7 separate regions of the Mus musculus genome follow, and regions 1, 2, 3, 4, 5 and 6 are each linked to region 7. Evidence: chromatin contacts called from public promoter capture Hi-C data. All regions are on one chromosome and are shown on one strand. The core of a region is the stretch at or near the end of the contact, and the rest is flanking DNA. Distances in the headings are between cores, read along the strand shown. Region 1 holds the start of Szt2 (SZT2 subunit of KICSTOR complex). Region 2 holds the start of Kdm4a (lysine (K)-specific demethylase 4A). Region 3 holds the start of Prdx1 (peroxiredoxin 1). Region 4 holds the start of St3gal3 (ST3 beta-galactoside alpha-2,3-sialyltransferase 3). Region 5 holds the start of Toe1 (target of EGR1, member 1 (nuclear)). Region 6 holds the start of Cdc20 (cell division cycle 20). Region 7 holds the start of Eri3 (exoribonuclease 3).

Evidence for each region. Promoter capture Hi-C pulls out the DNA fragments that hold promoters and counts their contacts. Capture Hi-C pulls out chosen DNA fragments and counts their contacts.
Region 1: a contact with region 7 is called in a promoter capture Hi-C map of pre-B cells, with 2.4 times the contacts expected there. The contact joins the promoter of Szt2 here to the promoter of Eri3 in region 7. A contact is called at or near these places in 3 of 39 promoter capture datasets (erythroid cells, liver and pre-B cells), 1 of 115 datasets of contacts at active chromatin or transcription factors (large pre-B cells) and 2 of 9 other capture datasets (adipose tissue and liver).
Region 2: a contact with region 7 is called in a promoter capture Hi-C map of pre-B cells, with 2.3 times the contacts expected there. The contact joins the promoter of Kdm4a here to the promoter of Eri3 in region 7. A contact is called at or near these places in 1 of 39 promoter capture datasets (pre-B cells), 3 of 484 Hi-C or Micro-C datasets (CD4 T cells, Th1 cells and muscle stem cells), 3 of 115 datasets of contacts at active chromatin or transcription factors (bone marrow-derived macrophages, large pre-B cells and memory CD8 T cells) and 2 of 9 other capture datasets (adipose tissue and liver).
Region 3: a promoter capture Hi-C map of pre-B cells shows a contact between it and region 7, with 2.0 times the contacts expected there. The contact joins the promoter of Prdx1 here to the promoter of Eri3 in region 7. A contact is called at or near these places in 1 of 39 promoter capture datasets (pre-B cells), 1 of 115 datasets of contacts at active chromatin or transcription factors (memory CD8 T cells) and 1 of 9 other capture datasets (pancreatic islet).
Region 4: a contact with region 7 is called in a promoter capture Hi-C map of fetal liver, with 2.5 times the contacts expected there. The contact joins the promoter of St3gal3 here to the promoter of Eri3 in region 7. A contact is called at or near these places in 4 of 39 promoter capture datasets (the C10 cell line, fetal liver, liver and 1 more) and 1 of 115 datasets of contacts at active chromatin or transcription factors (large pre-B cells).
Region 5: a contact with region 7 is called in a promoter capture Hi-C map of pre-B cells, with 2.7 times the contacts expected there. The contact joins the promoter of Toe1 here to the promoter of Eri3 in region 7. A contact is called at or near these places in 2 of 39 promoter capture datasets (liver and pre-B cells), 2 of 484 Hi-C or Micro-C datasets (CD4 T cells and regulatory T cells), 1 of 115 datasets of contacts at active chromatin or transcription factors (bone marrow-derived macrophages) and 2 of 9 other capture datasets (adipose tissue and liver).
Region 6: a contact with region 7 is called in a promoter capture Hi-C map of adipose tissue, with 2.8 times the contacts expected there. The contact joins the promoter of Cdc20 here to the promoter of Eri3 in region 7. A contact is called at or near these places in 1 of 39 promoter capture datasets (pre-B cells), 4 of 484 Hi-C or Micro-C datasets (CD4 T cells, CD8 T cells, natural killer cells and 1 more), 2 of 115 datasets of contacts at active chromatin or transcription factors (large pre-B cells and memory CD8 T cells) and 2 of 9 other capture datasets (adipose tissue and liver).

The regions. Positions count from the first base shown.
Region 1 is chr4:118,407,561-118,410,956 of GRCm38.p6, reverse strand. It overlaps Szt2 (SZT2 subunit of KICSTOR complex), which reads left to right and starts at 1,694. Exons shown (of 72, transcript NM_198170.4): 1 at 1,694-1,794. The coding sequence starts at 1,768. Med8 (mediator complex subunit 8) reads right to left here and starts at 1,620. Exons shown (of 7, transcript NM_020000.3): 1 at 1,571-1,620; 2 at 1-72. The coding sequence starts at 1,576.
Region 2 is chr4:118,178,713-118,181,689 of GRCm38.p6, reverse strand. Kdm4a (lysine (K)-specific demethylase 4A) reads left to right here and starts at 1,647. Exons shown (of 22, transcript NM_001161823.1): 1 at 1,647-1,797.
Region 3 is chr4:116,684,275-116,687,682 of GRCm38.p6, reverse strand. It overlaps Prdx1 (peroxiredoxin 1), which reads right to left and starts at 2,084. Exons shown (of 6, transcript NM_011034.4): 1 at 2,023-2,084; 2 at 160-276. The coding sequence starts at 265. It overlaps AV051173 (expressed sequence AV051173), which reads left to right and starts at 1,661. Exons shown (of 3, transcript NR_040442.1): 1 at 1,661-1,746; 2 at 1,845-2,038; 3 at 2,375-2,721.
Region 4 is chr4:118,133,291-118,136,734 of GRCm38.p6, reverse strand. It overlaps St3gal3 (ST3 beta-galactoside alpha-2,3-sialyltransferase 3), which reads left to right and starts at 1,789. Exons shown (of 12, transcript NM_009176.5): 1 at 1,789-2,345.
Region 5 is chr4:116,806,127-116,809,579 of GRCm38.p6, reverse strand. Toe1 (target of EGR1, member 1 (nuclear)) reads left to right here and starts at 2,021. Exons shown (of 8, transcript NM_026654.2): 1 at 2,021-2,112; 2 at 2,821-2,963; 3 at 3,054-3,094; 4 at 3,225-3,321; 5 at 3,437-3,453. The coding sequence starts at 2,061. It overlaps Mutyh (mutY DNA glycosylase), which reads right to left and starts at 1,846. Exons shown (of 16, transcript NM_133250.2): 1 at 1,809-1,846.
Region 6 is chr4:118,435,318-118,438,726 of GRCm38.p6, reverse strand. Cdc20 (cell division cycle 20) reads left to right here and starts at 1,384. Exons shown (of 10, transcript NM_023223.2): 1 at 1,384-1,786; 2 at 1,885-2,033; 3 at 2,121-2,217; 4 at 2,339-2,467; 5 at 2,562-2,758; 6 at 2,856-2,950; 7 at 3,026-3,254. The coding sequence starts at 1,606.
Region 7 is chr4:117,548,768-117,551,921 of GRCm38.p6, reverse strand. Eri3 (exoribonuclease 3) reads right to left here and starts at 1,557. Exons shown (of 9, transcript NM_080469.4): 1 at 1,192-1,557. The coding sequence starts at 1,326.

The sequences.
Region 1 (3,396 bases), core at 445-2,944, 860 kb before region 7:
CAGTGAATTCTTCAGATCGGCCACTTGATTCAGCAGGGCATCTAATGATGCCTCAAGCTGCTTCTCCTCCCTCTGCATCAACAGTGTGTTTGGTTACTCAGATACAAGTGAGCGTGACACATTCAGAAAAGCTAAATTGTTTTCTATCTTGGTATTTGGGTTACAGATAGCATCAACCCTTAGACCTTTCAACCTGTTCACCTGGCCTGAAGTCCTCCTACTAACTGATTCCTCTATAACCCTCCTACACTGTGGTCCTTCAAGAAGGTCATTGCACCAGACCTAATTCTCTTTGGCTTGAAACCTCATGATTTGTCTTTGTAACAAAACTGGCTTCGAACTCACTTAGCCTTGCACCTTTTTAATTCCATGCTCTCCTCCTCCCAGCTCTCAAACACTGCCTCTCCCAGTAGACAACATTCTCTTAGATTTGCAGTAGGGTTAATAGGAACGTGCTCAGGTTTCTGCACACTCTTCTTTGTCAGTTCCTCTTCTGGAAAATAGATGTGGCCTGCCTACCTCACGACTGCTTATTGTCACTGCGCTGCTTTCCTTGGGTGGATGAGAATCCCTCGTGTCACTCTGTGGTGTTGGCATTGACACAGTTTTGTTTTGTTTTTTTCAGGAAGTTCAGTTCACCTCAGAAAGGTTTGCCATGATAACAGGGGTGCTATCTGCACACACAGCCTAAATAATTCCCGAAGTTCATTATATCATGGGTGCCTCTGGTCATCCTCTTGTGAGTGTAGCTACTGTCAACCACACAATCTGGACAATCTCACACGTTGCCTCTCTGTAAGGTTTTCTCTGAATACCAGCTCTGCAATCCCCTTCCCGGTCCCCCAACTGGCCGTTTATCCATAGCATTTGGTGCTTTGGAAAGTCAACGTGCATCTTTGTGCCAATATTCCCGTGTCTCTTTCATAATTCGGGTGACCCATAAACAGTGTAGGTTTATCAGATGCAACAAGCCAAGTGAGTAATGAAAGAGTAATGAAAGACAAAGGCGAGGAAACCTGCACATTGTTTCTGAGTGTTAGACAATTTTAAACGCTGAGGCGGCAGAGGGTTTCCGTTTGACTATCTGAGGACTATTTACCCCACTTCTCCGCCCTTAGCAACGAGGTACAAGCCGGGAAGAATGATGCAAAGCTGATTTGCAAACCTGACTATGTGACTGAGGGGGTTGGACACCGGGTTCCACCCACAGCCTCGAATTACAAACAGCTTAGTTTTCATCCTTGGAGGCCCACGATCCCTTTAGCCTTCTGAAGCCTTATGACGCCTGTGTCCAACAGCCTAGATCGAGGCGTGCGGCAGCCCACTACTTTCCCGAGCCTTCCCAAATGCCACCACGATCCTTTTCCACGCTCAATCAAGTCCGCCTTTCCTCCCCGGGCCTCCGACCTTCTCACATCAGCGGGCTCGATGCCCGCGCCTCCCGCAGCTGGCCTCGCTCTCTCTGGCTCCGCTGCCTTTCCTCTGCCCTCCGCTCACAGCCCCAACTCCCCGGTGTCCTCAGCCCAATCACCCTCCCGCCAGCGGCTATAAGGCCCAACCCGCTTCTCACCTGCATTGCCGCGGCCCGGCGGGCGCAACCACTTCCCTTTCCGGTTTCTCGCACGGCTTGCTGCGCTCACCAATCAGAAAACTCAAAACGGGACCATCCCAACAACTTCCGGTTCCTGCCCGGTACAGAACTAGCCGGGTCAGAGGTCAGGAGTGGAGCAACCTCCCTGGCCCGGGCCGGCGCGGGAGGGCTGTGTGATGGCCTCGGAGCGCCCCGAGCCAGAGGTGAGGGATGGGCGGGCGCGGGGCCGAGGCCCGAGGGCGGGCGTGTGGCAGCCTTCACCCTCCGGAGCCTCAAGGAGGCCGTTGCTGTTTTGTTTACTCAGATGCCATCCTGATCTTCGTCGCCCATCCACAGACTTGTTAGCGATAGTGATGCTGATAAAAACTCGTGTTTTGGTTATTAGTTGGGATTTTCATTGTGCCACGCCGAAGCTGACCGACTTTGCGGGGTTTTTTGTATCTCATCTATTGGAATGCAATCAATAGCATGAGTTGATTTCGCTCTAGCGTTCGTGCTCTTGGCAAAGCCCTACAACCCTCTGGCCAGTCTTAACTTAGGACAGACCCTGCTTCCTTCTTTATAAAAGTATTTGTTCTGTGATGTGGCTTGGGGATCACAAGTTAAGGCAGAAAAGGCAGACGAGGCACCCGCCCCCCCACCCCACCCCCCACCCCCTAGATGCAAAGAACCCTATATGTATGTTTTGACATTCAGACTCCAGCAGGGAATCTGGCAGTATTTATTGTCATGTACAGAGCAGACAACTGAAGTCAGAGCAGGTGAGGTGTCATGCCATGCAAAGATACCTTAGGACTACTCCTTCCAACTGAACGAGCGGATCCGAGGAGGTACCAAATTTGGCTAGCGTGTCCAGGACCCCAGAGGGATAGCCTTGTAGGAGGGAAGGTTGATGCATGTGCGTAACGATACAAATAGCAATGGCTACTTGTCGAATTCTTACTGTATGCCAGCCACAATTCTGAGCTCTTTACTGTTACCAGTTCTTTCAACCCTATAAGGCAAACACCATTATCATCCCTCTTTTCAGGAAACTGAGGTGCCACTATTAAAAGAAGCATAGTTGTGCAGCTAGTATTGGGGCTAGAACTCCCAGGTAGGTGAGCTCGCTCTACAGCTACAAGTTGTCCTCTGACCTGCACACGTGCACTCTGACACGGGTGTGATCTTATATATGTATAATGTATGAGTACACACACCCGTGTATGGGGAGGATGTGATAAACTACACACATGAAAACCCTATGAGTGAATAGGGTAGAAACAGAATACCAAGAAGAAAGGGTGATGTTTAGAGAGGCTAGGCTCCCAAAAGAGAGGAAGAAGCAAGTGCTGTTCTGCAACCAGAATTGTGCTGAGGGTTAGGGTGGATGCAGAGGGTAAAACAGAGACTCCTTAGCTGTGGGGACTAAATGAACATTGGATTATAATAGGTGTTGCAGAGGCGTAAGTGAAGTGTCACATTTAGTGGGGCATTTAACCTCCTTCCACAAATGGGTGGGATCCAGGAAGTTTAAGTTCTCTAAGTATCTAACACAGGTAGAATCCTCAGGAAATTGTCATTCTTGCTTTCCCTGTTCAGGAATGGAGAAACATGCAGAGCCAGTATTTGCCCCAAGGTGCCTTTAACACTGAAGGGCCTGCTTTTACCATAGTGGTGGGTGATGGGGCTGAGACTGGGAAAGAGAAGGCTCAGCTCGCAGTTATGCCAGAGGTTAAGGTTTATCATGCTGGCAGGCTTCGGATAGTTAGGAGGCAGAGGTATCGACGTTATTTTGTGGGAAGAAAGCACATGGTTTAGAAAAA
Region 2 (2,977 bases), core at 398-2,897, 630 kb before region 7:
GGCTTGTGCCATGATGCCCACATATCTATCTCTGTATCTCTCCCTCTTATATATAGAGACAGGGTTTCTCTGTATAGCCCTGGCTGTCCTGGAACTCACTTTGTAGACCAGGCTGGCCTCAAACTCAGAAATCTGCCTGCCTCTGCCTCCTGAGTGCTGGGATTAAAGGCGTGCACCACCATGCCCGGCTGCATCTCTCCCTCTTAAGAAAGAGTCTTACTATGTAACTCTGGTTATCCTGGAACTACCTATTCCAGGCTGGCCTCTCATTTTTTTTAAAGCACCCTTTTCATCAGATATGTGCCTAGATATTTAACCCATAGCATTCTATGAAGTATCTCCTTTTAGTTAACATTGGTAAACTCTTGCCATCCATCTCAACTCTCCTGAATTTGTTCCCCTTGAAAAATCCAGGCATGGACGAGAAGTTGTTTAAAAACTTTTTTTTTTTTTTTTTTTTGGTATTTTTTGAGACCGGGTTTCTCTGTATAGCTCTGGCTGTCCTGGAACTCACTTTGTAGACCAGGCTGGCCTCAAACTCAGAAATCTGCCTGCCTCTGCCTCCCAAGTGCTAGGATTAAAGGCATGTGCCACCACCGCCCAGCTTACTTTTTTTTTTTTTAACCTATTTATTTAGTGTGTTTGTGGCGGCGGTGACACTGCAATCCACTAAAGTCAGAGGACATCTTGTGAACTTGTATTGATTCTCTCCTTCAACAGCTTACCTCAGATCATAAGACTTGTGCCTTTCCTCTCAGTCATCTCTCTGTACCGAAGGGTTGGTTTTGAAAGCAGTTCAAACACAATACAACTCTTCTTCCCGGTGCTATCGGGAATTTTGCTCATGTTTTATGCCCTAGTGAGTTCTCCTCCTTATTTGACTTATAAGGGTGTTAACCTCTCTTTCTTCATCGTCCTTGACAATCTGGGAACTCCTTAAGGCTGCTCACAGCCTCTCAGGAACTGCTCCTAATGACTTCTAGGGATCCTGTTCGGCCCCCTGAAGTGCCTTTAATGATTCTTAGAATCACCCTGTTCGCTCCAAGAGCTGCTAATGACCCCAAATTTTCGCTCAAGGGGAGCCGCTTTTAAAAAGCCTCAGGGATATCTTCCTTCAGGATCTGTCCTAATGACCCCCCAGGGCTCCTTCTCCTGGAGCAGATCTTTACCTAACCCGCCTTGCCAGCAGGCGAGGGGCTTCTTAGAGAAGAGAGTCAAACTGAGAGTACTGGGCAAACTTGGACATGCTGGTCACGTTCTCTGAACTCCTTGACTTTAGAAACTTTCCCGGAGGTCTTCCATCGCCTTTATATCTTAGGCAAAGGAGTTACTCCAAGAAAATTAGGCTTATCCTTTCGCTAGAAACATCCTATAACCACCTGCTCGCCCTTCCCCATAACCGGCTAGCCCATTTCAGGGTATTCGCTTCTTTCTACCCAGCTTAACTATGGAGATCTGAGTCAGCCTCTGATAGGCTAACTCTGGATCCAGCCCTGATGCTCAGTGGCCCCAGTCCCCGGAGGCTCAGCGTTTTCTCCTGGCAACAGCTCGAGACGACGCTCATAGGCTAAGCGGACTCGTAGTTCCAGACGCCGAGTCGGTGTAGTGAGTGTTCATTGGTTAGCTGAGGACCTAAAGCCATTCTTGGGTTGGTTGACTATGGGCTCTGTGAGGCTGCGCAGAGTCAGACTTTAAAGGAGGCGGAGCTCTGTCTTTCGCCCTCAAGAAAGACAGTGGGATCGGCGAGTGGCGACAACAGCAATCGGGCCTGAGCCCTGCTAGGGCTTTAGGCTCCAGGTGAGAGCCATCGGGTTTTGGATTCCCCAAGGGGTTGATGCTGCCAAAACCCTTGGCCGTGAGCTCCAGTGGGGGAGGGTGGTGAGGTGGGTCTTTCTGTGCTCTGTGATCGACATGGGGTTTGAGCAATAGAGAAAGGAGCTTCTAAAATAAGTTTTGCGATTGGTTCTTTCCAATCTCTAGTGGCCAATGGGCGTCGGGAGAGGGGGGCGGGCCCACTGGGCCTTATTTTCTTCTTCCTGCGGCCGGGCCTCCCTCGCCTAGGCGGTGGGGCCGGGAGGGGCAGTGTCTGTAAGTGGTGTGTGGGGACACTGGGAACCGGGCTGCCTTTGGAGGGATGCCGCGGGGGTGGCTGCGGGGGCGGAGAGTGCGGGAGTTTCAGGTCACTGTTAGCAACAGCTGCCTTTATGGAGTGCTTACCGGGCCTAGCGTTTAGGGCTCGCTTGCATCATCTAAGTTAATCATACGATCCATCAAGGCAGGGGTTTGGGGTCCCCATTTTGCAGGTGGAGAAACTGAGACTCATCCAGTCCATTCACACAGCCAAGGTGTTAAAAAGTGACAGAGATCAGACCGGTATTCAGAGTTTTCACTCTAGAGCCGAAGGTTTAGCTCCCGGTACTCTTTGCTTTGTTGCTGAAGGCGGACGGGAAGGTGCCCCAGACCAGATTTCCCCAAGGGAATAGATCGCGGGAATGGAACCCTAGAGTTAAAGTAATGGGATGATCCGCTAAAGTGAGCAGAGGATATGAGTTATTCAGCAGTTACTGAGTGCCTACTTTGTGGCGAGCATTGTTCTAGCTTCTGGACACACAAAGATAAACAGAGCTAGAGGCAGATGAAGCAACATTGTGACCACCTTTGAAGCCCAGGGGAGGAGCCCCAGTCTGATATTTATGATACCTTTTTGTAAAAATTTCAAAAGTAGAATATATTGAAAATTTCCTTTTAAAAGGAAAAGTCTCCTAAATTGAATAGGCTTCAAGTTCCTCCACACTTTCAGAGAAGTCTTAGTTCATGTAAGTATTAGAGCTGAGGTAGCAGAAAGTGGTAGAAGATGCTTTAGAGGGGGCACTTTGGATACATTTCCTGGTATGTAAAGCAGGGATAACAGTATATCTTTTATGCAAAGTTAATGAAAAATGCCTAGCCAGAAATCCCTCCCTTGGAGTGGAATGGA
Region 3 (3,408 bases), core at 835-3,334, 860 kb after region 7:
AATGCCACTAAAAAAGGTAATCAGATAAATGTTAAGGTATAATAAAGCATACTTTCTCTAGAAATGACTCATACCTAGGATATCTACCCTTGTTATCACTGTCCTAACCTTGACTTCACTTCAACCTAAAGACATGTGAAGTGGCCTCTTTAATCTTACCTTTGTATTCACTTAGGCTGATATCTTTGAATTGTCCATCTGGCATAACAGCTGTAGCTTTGAAGTTGGGAGCAGGATACCCAATTTTTGCATTTCCTGAAGACATCTTGCTATCAGCTGGAAAAGACAACAAAAAAAAGTAAACCCTATTCTTCTAAATAAGCAACAGCTTTCACCTACCTAGGAACTTAACTGTAGCTCAATCAGAACACAGGCTCACAGTTAAGGGTCCCAACCCAAAGCTCCAACTCCAGGGTAAAATTGAGACTGAAAAATCAGCCTTTGTTTTCACTTGCTAACAGCTCCACAGTGTGTCTAAATAGGTCAGCTCTCCCACCCTTTCTAAGCCAGTTTTTGCAATGGCATTTTATTCTGCATATTCATTAGGGAGAAACGGGAAGGAAATGGAACAGACACAAAAATCCCAAGCACATCAATGCCAGGACACTGGCATTTATTGCTTCAGATCTTTAGGTGTTCTGTTTAAGCTTAAGTTTTCTCTGCATAACTTGTTTGAGGCCAACCTAGATTTAGTAACCGTGTCTTAAAACGTTCTTTAGGTTTAACCCAGGGACAGTGGAGCATCATCCCAGCACTCTGCATGCTGAGGGAGGAGGATACTGAACCGAGGGAACACTTGTCTCAATTTCTGTATGAGGGAGGTTACGCAGGTTAAGGTAATTGCTATCTGATGACCGTAGTTCCATCTCCAGAATGCCCATAAGGATGGAAAGCCGACTTCTACAAGGTTCACACACACAAATGTTTAAAAGAAAAAAACTTGGGATGTGTAATCTCAACACTTGGGAAGTAGAAGCTTAAGATTCAGGAGTTCAAGGCTAGCCAAATTAGAGGCCAACCTATTTCCAAGATACTCTAAGAAAAATACAAAAAGAGTCAATGTACTGCTAAGAAACCGATTTCTGCACTATCGACCCAGGTCAACACCAAGACAAATAAATTGTTAAGATGTACAACATTAGGAGCTTCAGCGATGGCGCAACAATTTAAGAGCCTACACTGCTCCTTTCCGGAAAAGTCCTGGTTCAGATTCCTCCACCCACTTAGGATGGGTTCACAACCACCTGTAACTAGCTCGGGGGGGGGGGGGTGTTTACCACACAGGTAGACATACACATTAAAAAAAAACCCACAATCTAAAAGAAAATTTACGCCTCTCAGTATGAGTGCAAGTTGGAATCCAAGTTCCAAATTTCTTGGTTCATAATACCAATAACCAAAAGAAACGCCAAGAAAAAAAGCATCTTTCATCGCAAACTTTAAAAAACTTTTAACTGTTTTTTTTCAGGGACATGCTGCACCTGCAGCATAGCAACTACCTATCTGGTGTGCCCCCTAACATAAACCATCTTTTAATCAAACTTGCTTTGCAACGTGGCCCAGCATTTCCAAACTCAACCAATCCCGGAAAAGCGACTTCCGGCCGCTGAGAAGTCTCCGTAGGAATCGGACTAGAACGCCGGAGAAGGTCACGCCCCAAGCTCGCTGGAGGTTACGTTCCTACCACTCACGCCATCACCCACTATAGCACATCAGAAAACACAACGACACAGCCCAGTGCGCGCGGTAAGTTCCAGCACAAACTCGTCCCACCAAGCCATCTCCGCCCTCTATCGGTGAGCGGGAGAGGAGGAAACTGAACGTTAGCCTCAGGGTTCCAACAGGTCCGGGAACTAAGCGCCACGTGAAGAATGCGAGTAGAGCTCCAGCACTCGCGGGACCAGGCCTCGCCCTGCCGCTTCAGCCCGTGATCGCCCGGGACGAGCCGGGACCGGCCAGAGGGAGAAGGAACCAGTGATGGGCGCGAGCCGCGTTTCTCAGCGGCGATACCCGCACACTCACCAGGGTCGAGCCACAGGTCTCACAAACAGAAAGAGCCGTGAGAACGCAGGAAGAGGTCGCCCGACAGCGCGCGCGGGGAGCTGCTTTTATAGCCTACAAAGTTCTCGCGAGATTCTCACGGGCCGGGGGTGCGGGAAGAGGGGGACCTGGCTGAGCCCCGCCCCACCCTGGCCGGCCTACGGGGGATGACTCAGCGCTTTCCCTGGATGGGCCTGGAGTGGAGGGGGTCTCCAGGGGGAAACGCTCACACTTTCAGTGATGCTGTTCCCAGAGGTAGAAAAGCACTGCCCTTTGAGTCATTTCCTCGTTTAATCGGGGTACCCGGGTAATCCGTGCCTCTCTTTATTCCCAGGACCACTGTGTGCTGTGCAATCAAGACCCAAACTAGAAGAAGGGTCTGTTTTACTGCTCTTGGAAGGCCACGTCTAAAATTAAACCACGTTCAGGGGAAACTGTGCACCCAAATATTTCTCAGTCGCACCCCAGCCTCACAAACCTATTCTAGGGCTGGAAAAGCTGGCTCAGCCGTTATAAGCCCTGGCTGCACTACCAGAGGACCCAGCCTCAATTTCCAGCACCCACATGGCAGCTCATAACTGTGTAGATCCAGTTCTAGAGGATCCAACACCCTCACACATACATGCAAGCAAAACACCAATGCACAGAAAATGAAAAGAAATAAATCGTTAAGAACAAAAACAAAACTCCTGTTCTAGTCTGGTCCTCATTAACCCTCACCACTGAGGGCAGCCTCCATTGGTCTCTGATTACTGGATACTGCTTTTCTGTTTCACACCCATTTCTTGCATTATTCTTAAATCTTTCTGAATCTCAGCCTGTCACTAAACTGATTTGTGGTTTTAAAAACTGGGGCTCTGTGGTCAATTTCCTGAGTTAAAAGTCACTGTTCCAAGCCAGGCAGTGATGGCACATCTTCTTAGCACTCTAGAGGCAGAGACTAATGGAGCTCTGAGTTCGAGGCCAGCCTGGTCTCAATTCAATGCGAGTTCCAGGAAAGCCAGAGCTACACAGAGAAATCCTGCCTCCAAAAAAAAAAAAAAAAAAAAAGTCAAGAGAGTTAAAGAGGGGTCAGGCTTGATGGCCAGCACTGGGAAGGTAGAGGCAAGAGAACCTCTGTGTTTTTTAGTCCATCCTGGTCTACATAGCAAGTTCCAGGACAGCAAGGACAACATAGAGACCTTGGGGGAGGGGAGGGGAAGCCGGATAGATACAAAGCTCAGAGTTCCCATTTCATATCACATGCTTTGTGTGATTTAGGAACCCAGAGATGGATATAATCCAAACTTTACCCTCTAGAAAGTCATGCTATAAGGATGGGGCAGACATGGAAACACAACAGTTAGAAGATTTTATTAGGCCGTAGAG
Region 4 (3,444 bases), core at 540-3,039, 580 kb before region 7:
CCCTTTTGATGTCATCAGCATCCTGATATACAGATCACTTCCTGCATCAGGATTCCATCCTTGTGGAACCAGGAGAGTATGCTGTAGGTGCTTGAATAGCAAGAGACCCTTGATCTCCCCATGGATTGCAGAAGCTGCCCTCTGCAGTGCTTGTCGTTGCTGATTGCTTCCCTGGAGGAAGACCCAGTCTTTGACAAGAAGAGGTGATCCTGAGCTGGTGCGAGGCTCCTTTCTGCACAGCCTCCGTATTCCAGCTGGCCTGAGCTTTGTGCCCCGGTGCTAGATGATGTGCTCGGTACCCCTGTAGCCTGGGAGCTGCTACTTAGTATTGGCTCTGGGGAAAGAGAGAAGAGTTTCACAGATGTTTTTTCACAGCTAAATCCTTGGAGCCAAGGAAAGAAGGTTGCCCCTCTGTTCTTCACTCGGGGATTTTCAGGGGAAAATGGCTGGGGCTGAGCGTTCGTGGAAGAGAGGAAAACTTAACTTCCTCAGGCACCCGTAGTTCCTCCCCATGAGTCTCATTACCTCAGCCTTGCTAAAGGACCGGATAATCTCGTGCCTGGTGTAATCCCAGCTCTATGGGAGTTGAGGATTGAATTCAAGCCTTTGAATGTTTGAGGCAAACGTACTACTGCCAAGCTATACCCGACAGCCCTCTCTACTTTTTTGTCCCTAAGAAGAGCCCACTGTGGGATGGAGAGATAGTTTAGCCCTTAAGAATACTTTTCTGGGGAACCCAGGTTCAGTTGTCACTGTCCACTTGGTGGCTTGCAACTGTCTGTAACTCTAGTTCCAGGGGCTATGAGGCCTTCTGGGATACACAGGCACTGGGACATACATTCATGCAGACACTAAAACAAAAACAAAATAAACCAAAACAAAACCCAAAGATACTGAGACCCACAAAGTTGTTGAATGTTTAATCCTGCTTCAGTTTAGAGAGTAGTTAAGTACGTACCACCACTACCATGATTAGTTAAGTCAACCATTCAAAAATATTTTTGGCCTATTATAAGAAAATTCCCAGTTCATAAAAAGCTATGGGACTTTCCCAAGTCTCATAAAACTGGCCTGTGGTTTTGTTTTTGTTTTTTTTTTTTTTTCTGGTGCTGGGGATGGCCTGGGGCTTTAAACTTGCTCAACTTCAAAGTTGGGTCTGCCTTAGGCACTTCCTGGCCAGTGTAGTCTAGTCTGGGTTCATGACCCACCACAGCCAAAGACTGCACTTCAGCTTTTTGCCAAAGCAGAAACTTATGTCTTGTATACCTTGTATAAGATTGGCATCTGAGAGTGCCAAGTTATGTCCCCACCTCCTCTTTGGGAAAATTCTGTATTAAATTCTGCCTTAGGATAATGCACTCCGCTGCAGAATGAGGGCGCGACCTCCTGAACTGGGTATGTGGGGTGGCTTTGTGGCCTATCTGCGACCTTTCTTCGAGGTCACGCCTGAACTTAGCAGGCCTCTTACCCTCACGGGATTGGATAGGGCTTCAGAAGGCGTTCTAGAGGTTACCACCAGCGTCAGGGGCTGACAGCAGAGTGGTGAAGTAGGGACAGAAGACTTCCTCTGGGAAGCAGAGGAAACCTGACCGCAGCCGGGCAGCCCCACGCACCGCAGCTCCACGCAGCGCTCCTCCCAAGCCCCAGCTATAGCCCGGGGATGGGGAGGGGATGGATTCGGCCTCTGGCTTCCATTGGGTCTCCGGGGTCCGGGCCCGCCCAACCCTGCGGCGAAGCCTCGCATTGGCCTGCCTGGCGCCCCGCCCGGTTCCGGTGCTCCCATTGGCTGCTGATGCCCGACCCCCGGCGCGGCCGCCGAGGCGGACCGCAGGATTGGTGGTCCCGCCGCTGCGTCCCCACCATGGCGGCGCCCGTGCAGCTTGCCGCGTCCTGGGCTCCCTCTGGGGTCCCCTCGGCTGTCCCCGCTATTCGCGCTGCAATTGCCTCCGCGCTCTGCGTGCGCCCTGGCGCCACCCGCCCCCGGCCTCCCTCTCTGCTGCGGTAAGGCCTGCCCTGCGTCCCCGAAGCAGCTCTCGGCCGCCGCGCCCCTCCCCCGGCCAGACCGGCCCGAGCCGCGCTGGGGACCAAAGCCCGGGCCCGGGTGGGGGCCAGGCCTGCCAGAGGGCCGCGCGAGCCGGGCCGAGCGCGCCGAGGTCACCTGTGTGCAGTGTCCCAGGCGCGCGAGTCTGAGCGCAAAGGAGGGTCACGGTCACCCGGGACCCGCTGTGGGACAAGCGCAAGAAAGTCCGGGGAAAGCCTAGCGGGAGTCACCAAGAGTAGCGGTTGTCATCTCTGCCTTCCCCGGGGCCAGATCCTCCTCGGAGCGACCGGGTCAGTTTATCAAAGTACGTCTTCTCGCTACCCTTTCTTCTGGAGTGCTTCCTCATTGTCTTCTCAGTGGTCTTGTTTGCGAGAGAAAAGCTTAGTGAGGACGGTAGATTTGGTTAGGCGGATGTCCCACAGATGTGTTTAGACTCCTTTTTACAGTAGCACCCATTTTTATGATTCCTCAATAAATTTAATTTTTGTCTGTTTCTCTAGAGTACGGGGAGGTGGTAAAACTGAGTCACTGTAATTAACCTAGGGAGTGACCGATGAAGGGAGCCGGCTGCTATCCCAGAAAGCAAAGAGTGCTTAACACATTTCTCTGAGGTCCTTTGAATTATTAGCACTATAGATAATGGGCTGAGAAGGAAGGAAAAGCCACGAGTTAGAGTTAGGTTCCTGACATGTAGCACAGTAGACATCATGACAATTCCACTTGTGTCCCTAAACTTTCAATTAAAGACTCAGAGGAATTGGATCCCGGGGTAGTAGGTGCACACCTGTAATAGCACTCAGAAGCTGAAGCAGGAGGATTGCTTCAGAGGCCAGCCTGGGCTACATAGAATAATAAAACCGTGTCAACAAGAGCCACATAGCAAGACCCAGTCTCAAAAGACTGAAGAAAGGAAAAGAAGAAAGATTGGAGGATTAAAAATTGGAGTAAAACCTTATGACCAGATGGGAGTTTCATATAGTCTCCTAAAATAACAGACATTTTGAAATATAAAGTGGTGTTGGTTGCTCCATTTCGCTAATCTGATGTCTGTGTCTCCTAACAAGTTATTAATGATGAAGCAAAGCAAGTGTGTTCCTAGAGACTAGTGAGCTTGCTCACACAGTCAAGCGCCTACTGAATCCGTGTTATGTTTTGTGCAAGGTGTAGACTTGAGGGGAACTTGGACAATTAAATTATGGAGATTGTTCTCTGGACCTCTGTAGGATGTGGAAGTGAAGCACACACAGATGAGAAACTCAGGGTGTGGCCTCTAGAATTCCAAGAGGAGACGGGAGTGTGTTTAAGGAAGATTTCATGGCGGAACTGAAGTTTTTTGAGTTGAGCCACAAAGAGTGGAAAGGCTACCTGGAGAGGAAGTGAGCCAGTGAAAATCCAGGATGCGG
Region 5 (3,453 bases), core at 772-3,271, 740 kb after region 7:
TGGCCTGGAACTCTGCCTCCCTAGTGCTAAGGTTCATGGCTTTTGTCACCACCATACCTGGCATTCTCCATTGTAGCTTTTATAGCAAGTGTAATGTCAAATTTACTTTTGATTCTTTTGGTCAATGTCTTCTTATTCTACTTTAAATGAAACAGCATTTTGGAAGCTAAGCTGGATGACTATGAACTCTGGTTTCATCTCAAACAAATAAACCAACCAACCACAAGCCTGGGAGTTGAGAAGATAGTTCAGTGGTTAGTGATAATTAGTTGGATTTCCAGCACCTCATAATCATCTGAAACTCCAGTTTCAGGTGATCCAACACCTTCTTCTAGCCTCATGGGCACCAGGGACCCTCCCTGTGCACATACATATATTCAAGAAAATACTCATATATATCAAATAAACACGGACACAGGGACCCTGTGCACATATACAGGAAAGCAGTCATATATATTAAACAAACAAAGTAAAAGTTAAAAAAAATCCCACAACTTTTGAGTGGAGATGTTGGTCAGTTAGTGACTGTCTAGGGAACATGAAGTCCTGGGTTCAATCCCGGATCCCACGTGGCTGCACAGTGGGGGCTCATGAGTTTTGATCATAGCATCCATATTGGACTGCTCATAAACCAGCTGTGATATCAGCCCTAGGCTACGGCCAGGGGGATTAGAGGGCTGTGAGATCTGTGTTGGAGGGTGGGATCCGACTGCACTCACACACACGGACCCACGCAGAAATCATACACGGAATTAAAAATAGTAACAAACCTTTTTTGTTTTTGTTTTTTGGAGACGGGTTTCTCTGTGTAGTTCTGGCTGTCCTGGAACTCACTTTGTAGACCAGGCTGGCCTCGAACTCAGAAACCCACCTAATCCGCCTGCCTCTGCCTCCCAAAGTGCTGGGGCTAAAGGCGTGCGCCACCATCGCCCACTACAAATCTTTTTTAAAAAGTCAAACTAGCCGGGCGTGGTGGCGCACGCCTTTAATCCCAGCACTCAGGAGGCAGAGGCAGGTGGATTTCTGAGTTTGAGGCCAGCCTGGTCTACAAAGTGAGTTCCAGGACAGCCAGGACTATACAGAGAAACCCTGTCTCGAAAAACCAAAAAAAAAAAAAAAAAAAAAAGTCAAACTAGAGTGGTTGTGCACACCTATAACCCAGCACTCCAGGTGTGGAGATTGCTTTTTGTTTTGTTTTATAGAGACGAGAGTTTCTCTGTGCAGCCCTGGAGCTCACTCAGTACACCAGGCTGGCCTTGAACTCAGAGATCCGCCTGCCTCTGCCTCCTGAAGGATGAGATTATTGTCAGGCACCATCCCACCCAGCCTGAATTTTTAAAGATAAGTTTGAAGCCTTTTATCTTTTAAGATAAGGAGAAATCTAGGTCGGTGGAGCTAGAGAACACTTCCTAGGATGGGACTGAATTCCGACATTGTTACCACCTACAGGTCAAATTAAGACCTACCAAAACCTTAACTCAAGTGCACATTAATACTTGGGTGAATTATCTTTAAAACGTTCCTGGTCATTTTACCACTTATCTACCTGTGTCCTGTAGAACGCTTCCCTCTCACTTCCTTATCTTTCTGGACTTGTGTCCATGCTCAGGACCCCTTTACTCGGCCGTGCACCCCTCTCTCCCGAACTCCTAGGCTTGCTTTAGCTCAGCGCAGGAGGCATTCTTTCCCCAACCCAGCGCCGAGAAGCCTGCGCTGCCCATGCCAACCCTGAGTTTGTGTAAGTGAAACGATCGGCTGTAATTTTAAGATTCCACGTTCCCGCCACCACAAATGAAAGCACAGATTACCTCCTGCGCAGTCTCCGACCGGCCGCTCCCAAGAAACCCCGAAGGGGGCGTGGCTTCGGTCAGTAGGACCGTCCAGCCAATAGACACTCAGCGCGCGCAAGGCCCACGCTCCGCACCCCGCCCGACCACTCGGAACGGAAGTTGACCCTACGGGACCCAGACGCCGAGACCCCGCCCCATCCTAGATCCGTGTCGCTTCTGGAGACGAAGCGGAAGTCTCTGCGTACCTCCAGAAGGCTGGCGAGGGGCGTCATGGCCGCGGACAGTGACGATGATGTGCCTCCAGTTCCAACGCCCTCTGACGGTGAGCGGCTCCCCAGGGATGGCCACAGAAGCCTAAGGGGTCCTGGGGAGGGAAAAGCCTCGGCCCGGTAGCTCGGAGACAGGCCTGTAGTTCTTCTTGCCTCAGCTATCTTAGACTACAACTCCCAGTGTGCAGCGCGTGCAACTGCAAAACCCGAACTGTTGTAGAGTGGAGCAGTGAGGTGGGATGGGTGGTGTGTTTTGGACGGAGCCGGTGGTTGTCAGTCGGTAATACCAGAGTGCGTAGTCGTCCACAGTAAGTGGAGCTTGGGTTTAACTTTGGAGCACTCCGGTAGCTGTTGAGGCATCATGTATATGTGGCTTTATGGGATCGGTTTGTGTTTGAGATAGGAGCATGCTCTGTAGGCTAGCCTTGAACTCGTGGTCCTTCAGCCTAATGCTCCCTAGTCCTGGGATTACAGGCTGGAGGATAAAGAATCCTCAAAGGTTATCTAGTCCACTTTTCTCCTGATCATGATGCAAAAAAGAAATGATTTCCCAGTCCCACATAAAGGCACTAAAAGACACAGATGCCCTTTTTCCAAATTTAGGGCACTGCCCATTTCAGAGCTTGTGTTTAGAGCTGGTAGATGTAAAATCTTTAAGTGAAAGCTTGTCAGTGGGCACCCCTTTGCCCACATCTAGCTTGGTGTTTGCTCCACAGGGACCTTGTGAAACCATCTAAATCCATCAACGCCCTTATCCCCAGGTGGTGTCAACAAAAACACACAACCTGCAGAGGAGTTTGTGGTTCGGGTTCCTGTGGTAGACGTGCAGAGTGACAACTTCAAGGAGATATGGCCATCACTCTTGCTAGCCTTAAAGACAGCTAGCTTTGTGGCTGTGGACACGGTGAGGAGTGGGAGGAAGGGAGGGCAGGTGGCTGTGAAGTGTTTGGTGATGGGTGTGGAAAATAACCACACTTCCTTTACCCACCCATAGGAGCTGAGTGGGCTCGGGGATAGGAAGAGTTTGCTGAACCAGTAAGTATAAGCCTTGCCTGTGATCCCAGCTCTAACAAATATGTAGGTCTCAACCCAGAAGCTAGGGACTGCCAGCCCTGGTAGTTTGGGTTCTTTGTGAAACTAACTCATGCCCAAACCCAACTCTAAGGTGCATTGAGGAACGTTACAAGGCCGTGTGTCATGCTGCCAGGACCCGTTCTGTCCTGTCCCTGGGCCTCGCCTGCTTCAGGCAGCAACCAGATAAGGTAGGAATTACCTTCATCCCAGGTCTGAGGGAGGCATGGGGCCTGAGAGTTGAGATCTTAATGGTGGAAATTTTTCCTCCCAGTTTTTGGTAAAGTAGATCCTCATGTTTTTCAGGGTGAAAATTCTTACTT
Region 6 (3,409 bases), core at 135-2,634, 890 kb before region 7:
ACATCTATGTCTGTATACCTCATGCACACCTGATGCTGGCAGAGGCCAGGGAAGGCACTGGATCCCCTGGGACTACAGTAATAGATCTTGAATACCTATATTGGGCGCCGGGAACTGAACCCTAGGTAATCTGGAAGAGCATCTAGCGATAACAGCTAAGCCATCATCTTTCTAACCTCCTTTCCGCTTTAAAATAATTTATTTTTATCGGGGAGGAGGGGTGTGTTTGTGTGCCATCTGTATGCTGGTTCCATAAGAGGGCATCGATGCCCTGGAGCTGGAGTTAGAGGTAGTTGTGCGCTGCCTGACAAAACCAAATTTTCTTCCCGTGGAAGAGCAAGAAGTTCTAACTGAGGCATCTCTCCAGGCCCCAGACCTGGATTCTTACCAACCTCTTTTTATGACCTTGGGCTAATTTCTTGTATTGCACCTTGGTTTTTCTATCAGCATAACCAGGTTCTTGGCCCAGCGTGGTGGCACACGCCTTAAATTCCACCGCATCTCTGAGATCCAGGGCAGTTTTTTCTACAAGGTGAATTCCAGGCCAGCCCGGACTGCATAGTGAGACCCTTGTCTGAAACAAACAAAATGGGTGTCGCTCTGGCAGATTATGTGCAACGGGGGTAAGGAGATCTCTAGGTCTCTGAAGAATCCTAAGTCCCACGGGAGTCCTCCACAGGATGTGATGTCCCCAAGAACAGCCTAACCTAATCTTCACGACGAAAGGCTGGAATTCTGATCATTGTTTTGACACACACACCCCTTCCTCTCACTTTGTGTTTGCAGAACCCCACACTGGTCCGCATACTTCCTTCCTAGCAGGGTTTCAGGCGCCCTCCCCATTCAGACTGCCACCTCCCCACCGTCTCTAACCAACTGGGTCCTCCGGGTTGAGGTTGAGTTTCTCTCTCTCTCTCTCTCTCTCTCTCTCTCTCTCTCTCTCTCTCTCTCTCTCTCTGTGTGTGTGTGTGTGTGTGAGAGAGAGAGAGAGAGAGAGAGAGAGAGAGAGAGAGAGAGAGAGAGAGAGAGAGAGAGAGAGAATGTGTGTATGTGTGAACGTGTGACCTAAGTACCACCCACAGGCTTCGATGTGACCTTTCAAAGATTCCCAGATGCTCTAACTGCCGGGCCCAACCCAGAGAGATGGCCGGCAGAGAGCGGATCCCGAGGACTAACTGTGCGGGACCCGCCCCCGTGTTCCGATTCGGGCTCCGATTCGGGCAGGGACGAAGGCTCCCAGAGATGGGTTCGGGATTTCCTTCCAAATGCTTGGTCGTCGCACTCTCGTGAGATTTGCTCCCGGAAGACCCGGCCCTCTTCAGTGTAGCGACCAATCGGCAAGGGCGACGGTTAAGACAGTTGGGTTTTGAAGGAGCCAATGAACGCTAGCAGCGGAGAGTTTAAGAACAACAGTCCGGCGTGTCCTTAGCTTGTCTGGAAAAGAACGCGTTCGGCAGGCGCACTGACGCGCTGCGAGGAGCTGGGGGTTTGTGTTCGGGAGAGCTGAGTACGGAGAGGGACCGGGCTGCTGCGAGCTGTGGCAGGCGGAGCCCAGGAGCCCGGCGAGGATCGCGCTTGGTCGCCTTTCGCCCCGGTAGCGGTGCCATGGCGCAGTTCGTGTTCGAGAGCGATTTGCACTCACTGCTTCAACTGGACGCACCCATCCCCAATGCCCCGGTTGCGCGCTGGCAGCGCAAAGCAAAGGAAGCCACAGGCCCAGCCCCCTCGCCCATGCGGGCCGCCAACAGATCACACAGCGCCGGGCGGACCCCGGGCCGAACTCCTGGTGAGTGGGTGGAGGGAGCTGGAATCGCTGAGAGTCCGTCTTCATGCTCCCTCCGGGAGCCTCGTCAGGCTGTCTGACTTCTCTCTCCCTGCCCCCAGGCAAATCTAGTTCCAAGGTTCAGACCACCCCTAGCAAACCTGGAGGTGACCGCTTTATCCCCCAACGCAGTGCTTCTCAAATGGAGGTGGCCAGCTTCCTCTTAAGCAAGGAAAACCAGCCGGAAGACAGGGGGACGCCCACCAAAAAGGTATGATTCCACAGGGGTCATGAGACTTGAGGTGTCTGTCCCCTGGCTGATACCGGTCTTCCTCCCCTCACTTGCCGTGTATTTCAGGAGCATCAGAAAGCCTGGTCTCTCAACCTGAACGGTTTTGATGTGGAGGAAGCCAAGATCCTCAGGCTCAGCGGCAAACCTCAGAATGCCCCAGAAGGTAAGGAGTGAGTGACATCATCGAGGCTGGTGTCAGTCCTTCCTAAGGGGAGACATGTGGCTGCTTTTCCACATGTGGATGGGTATCAGTTTCCAAGTCTAGACCCACTCTCTTGCCACAGGCTACCAGAACAGACTGAAAGTACTGTACAGTCAGAAAGCCACGCCTGGCTCCAGCAGGAAGACTTGCAGATACATCCCTTCTCTGCCAGACAGGATCCTTGATGCCCCCGAAATCCGGAATGACTACTGTGAGTGCACTGTTGTCTTTGCGGATGGAGAAAGATGGCCTAGGAATGGACCAGTCCAACAAAGGACCTCATGTTTTCTTCCTTCCCCTGGCAGACCTGAATCTTGTAGATTGGAGCTCTGGAAATGTATTGGCTGTGGCACTGGACAACAGTGTGTACTTATGGAACGCTGGTTCTGGTGACATCCTGCAGTTGTTGCAAATGGAGCAGCCTGGAGACTACATATCCTCGGTGGCCTGGATCAAGGAGGGCAACTACCTAGCTGTAGGCACCAGCAATGCTGAGGTCCAGGTGAGCCTGGTTGCCTGTATTGTGGCTCTGTGGTCACTGGGCTCAGGGGGGAGCTTGCCCACCTTACATCTGTGACCCTGTGGTCATTCCTCTGCAGCTCTGGGATGTGCAGCAGCAGAAACGACTTCGAAACATGACCAGTCACTCCGCTCGAGTAAGCTCCCTCAGTTGGAACAGCTATATCCTATCCAGGTCGGTGTTTTTCCCAGTCTATAGCAGAACCTTTCCGGTTTCTGCCATCCGGAACTAAATCTCTTCTTCTCTCAGTGGTTCACGGTCTGGCCACATCCACCACCATGATGTTCGGGTAGCAGAACACCATGTGGCCACACTGAGTGGCCATAGCCAGGAAGTATGTGGGCTTCGCTGGGCCCCAGATGGACGACATCTGGCAAGTGGTGGCAATGATAACATTGTCAACGTGTGGCCTAGTGGTCCTGGAGAAAGTGGATGGGCTCCCCTGCAAACATTCACTCAACATCAAGGCGCTGTCAAGGTGAGAAAGCATTTGAGCTGAGGTCTTTACAGACACTCAGCTATAAACGAGGGACTACTAAGAGGAGAGGACAAGGCGGGGTTGAGTTTAATTGTGACACTTAGAGTTGAGAGATGGTTTTGTCCACTGAGTATTCATAATAGATGATGACTACT
Region 7 (3,154 bases), core at 308-2,807:
TAACAACCCCTTTGATTTAGATATTTCAAGTTGAAGGGAGAGCTCTTAGCCAAGCTCCAGGACCTAACTGGCTGATTATTTACAGGATCTTTGGGCAGGAATTGTTAATGAGCTTTTAATTTGGAGTGCTTAAGTTGCCAAAGTGCTCTGAGCTCCAGTGAAGCACCACAGAATCCATAAAGGAAACCTTATCAATCACTTCCCGGCAGCTCCCTTCCCCCAGGCAGCACCTGCCGACAGGCAGCCAAGTGGGTTTCTAACCAAGATCACAGGCATACATTAGTGGAGTCACACTCCAAGTCACTGTTATAAATTGGCTTTTAAATGGTGGGCGATTCAAGTATAATATACTTAAGGTCCAAGACCGAGCCCACTAAAACAAGGTATACTGTGTATGATAAAGTCAGAATAAAGCTGAATTTGATGAAGCCAGTTTTCTGGTACAAACTCTACAGTCAAAAATCATTCGGCCAATCACAATCTACTACAGTTAAATAGCTTAGTCTTTGGCCAATGGGATTCATGTTTTGCTGCCCTTGGGCTGGGAAACCAATGAAATGCACTAGCAAATGCAAGCCACAAAAATGGTCAGAGACAATTATTGGCCCCAGTCATTGCGAAATCCAGCCTGAGGGGCAAGCTCTGTATCTCCAGATGAGGGGCCCCATACCCAGCATCTTCCAGGCCAACGTCGAGCAGCTGACATTTCACAAGAACTCAACCCAAGTCATGCTTTCTTTGTTTTAAGAAGACACCTGTTGCTGGACCACTTGCAATAAAGACATACAAAAAGCTACCTGGGTTAAGGCTCTTTCTCCACTCTGTCCACCTCTGTCCACCATTATTACCCACAGCTTGTGACTTACAAGGAAGTAAAGTGCTAGCATGTGTGCCTGTGCCAAGATGCGGAGGGGGTAGTCTATAAATAATTCCTTAATCTTCTACTTTATCTGGTCAAACCTCTCTCCTTCTCCAGAAATCTCAAACCAGGCCCTTTCATCAACTCACCCAGTCTCTCTCGCAAAGCCGAGCTCCCCCACCGCCCTCCCCAGCTATCCCTTCGCCCAGAGTTCTAACATCCAGGGTGAGCACCAGGCCAGAATCCCAGGCTCCTTAAGTGTGCGCGCCACGACCCACACCCCGCATGCATTAACCAGGGCCCAAGCTGGGGGCCCTCTCAATCTCACCCACCCCAGGGTGTTGCCCCCAGCTCGGGCCCATCCAGGTCCAGGGAAGCGTAAGGGGAGGGGCAGGGGGCCAGGAGACCAGCCCTCCTTCCCAGGGCCGCCCCCGCCCCCCGTCAGCTGCCGGAGAGGCTGTCGCCATGGCAACGCCCCCTCCTCCGGGCCAGCACGGCAGGCTCTCTCCAGGTGCAGGCCCCGGCGTCTCCCTCGGCCTCAGCAGACGCTCCGGGCAGTTGACGGCAGCGGGCACGGCCCGCGCCGCCTGCGGCGCTGGCCAGGCAGAAGCAGGGCCAGCTCCGCCCGCTTCCCACAGCCCGTTCCAGGCAGCCTCAACAGCGGCAGCCAGCACCACGAGTCCACAACACACCGACTCACCTCCGCGCACTCTGACCCCGACCGACGCGGTGGACGGGCGGGCGTGGTAGCCAACCGCTGAGCCCGCTGCTAGCGCCTTTGGCCAATGAGCTGGAGTAAGGCGGGGCTTCTTCTCTCCAAACGCTCTCTCTCCCGCCGACATGCGCGTTAAGGTGTGTCAAGATGGTGACCGTTGGCTCTGGGCCTTGTGGGACTTGTAGTTTAGAGGAGCCACGTATTCAAAAGAGAAAGGGAGGGTCACTTCTAAACAGTGAAAGGGGTTTTCTTAAAAAATAAATAAATGATAATAATAAAATAACCCGAAATCTTCGTCAGGCCTAAAATGACCCAGATGCTCTACTTATTTTCCCCACCTTGACTGTAGGCATTCGGTGAGTATGGGCTTAGGAGACATTCTCTTTAGGCGACACTTTTCTGTGATTCATTGTCAACAAGTAATCGTTATCTACTTTCTGATGCGGGCCTGAGGGAAATCTGGAAAGAAGGGAGGCGAATTCAGCTAAAAAGAAAATGCTGAGATTTCTGAAGGGCCTTTCTGAGGAGGAAGCTTCTGGCTTGTTGAGGCCCTCAGAGGAACTGTCAGGGTTAACAAGGTTTCTGGCCATAGCTGTAGTGGGTCTTTCACAGTCAGTCTCTCCAGGCAGCTGGGGAGAACTTCACCTAAAGCGATGGGTGAGTGTCTCCATCTTAGCTGTGCTTCTCTGGGAATCCACGTTATGAAATGGGAAGCATCAGTCTTAAGCCACTGGTGATTTTGACAGCCTCTCAGTCAGATCCATCTTAGGAGCCATCTTCAGTTACCAAGCTCCTCTGTCTGCCACCTGCTATTTTCCTTTAAGACAGCTAATATCAGTTCTGGACCCTGCCACCTCTGAGATCTTAATATAATGGTTCCTGCCTGAGCTGGAAATGCCTGTAATCCCCATATCAGAGAATGCCTTCTTTAATCTCATGCACATAATGGGTTAGATGGTTCTACTGTGAACCTACAGAACTGAGCACAGCACTTTACAATTGTCTCCCTGCCATCTCTCTCCCAGGAATTGAAACTCGTTTAAGATAGCTATTCATTTCCATATTGTTCATGCTGCATGGCTTATACCCAGTATGGTGTCAGTCATAGAGCAGCTATGCAATAATGTGTTTCTGACAAATGAAGGAGTAAACTGCAACAGAGACAGATATCACTCACCCCAACTGAGAAAAGGAGAGCCACGATTGCCTGTCCCCAAATCTTGGAACTAAAACTGGAGCTTCTTCTTCTTATCGTTACATAAACATTAACCTGGATTGGCCCATTCGTCAATGCGTGTTTATACTTCAGAATTGGGCACTGTCTGTTGCTGATGGTTTCATGGTAAGACATATAAAATCCATATCCTCAAGGAGCTTTTCTATAGGAAAGGAAATGGAAGGGATGGGCAATGAAAAGATAATATAAAAAGTAAAACAATGGGCTAGAGAGATGGCTCAGCGGTTAAGAGCACTGACTGCTCTTCCAAAGGTCCTGAGTTCAAATCCCAGCAACCACATGGTGGCTCACAACTGTCCATAATGAGATCTGATGCCCTCCTCTGGGGTGTCTGAAGACAGAT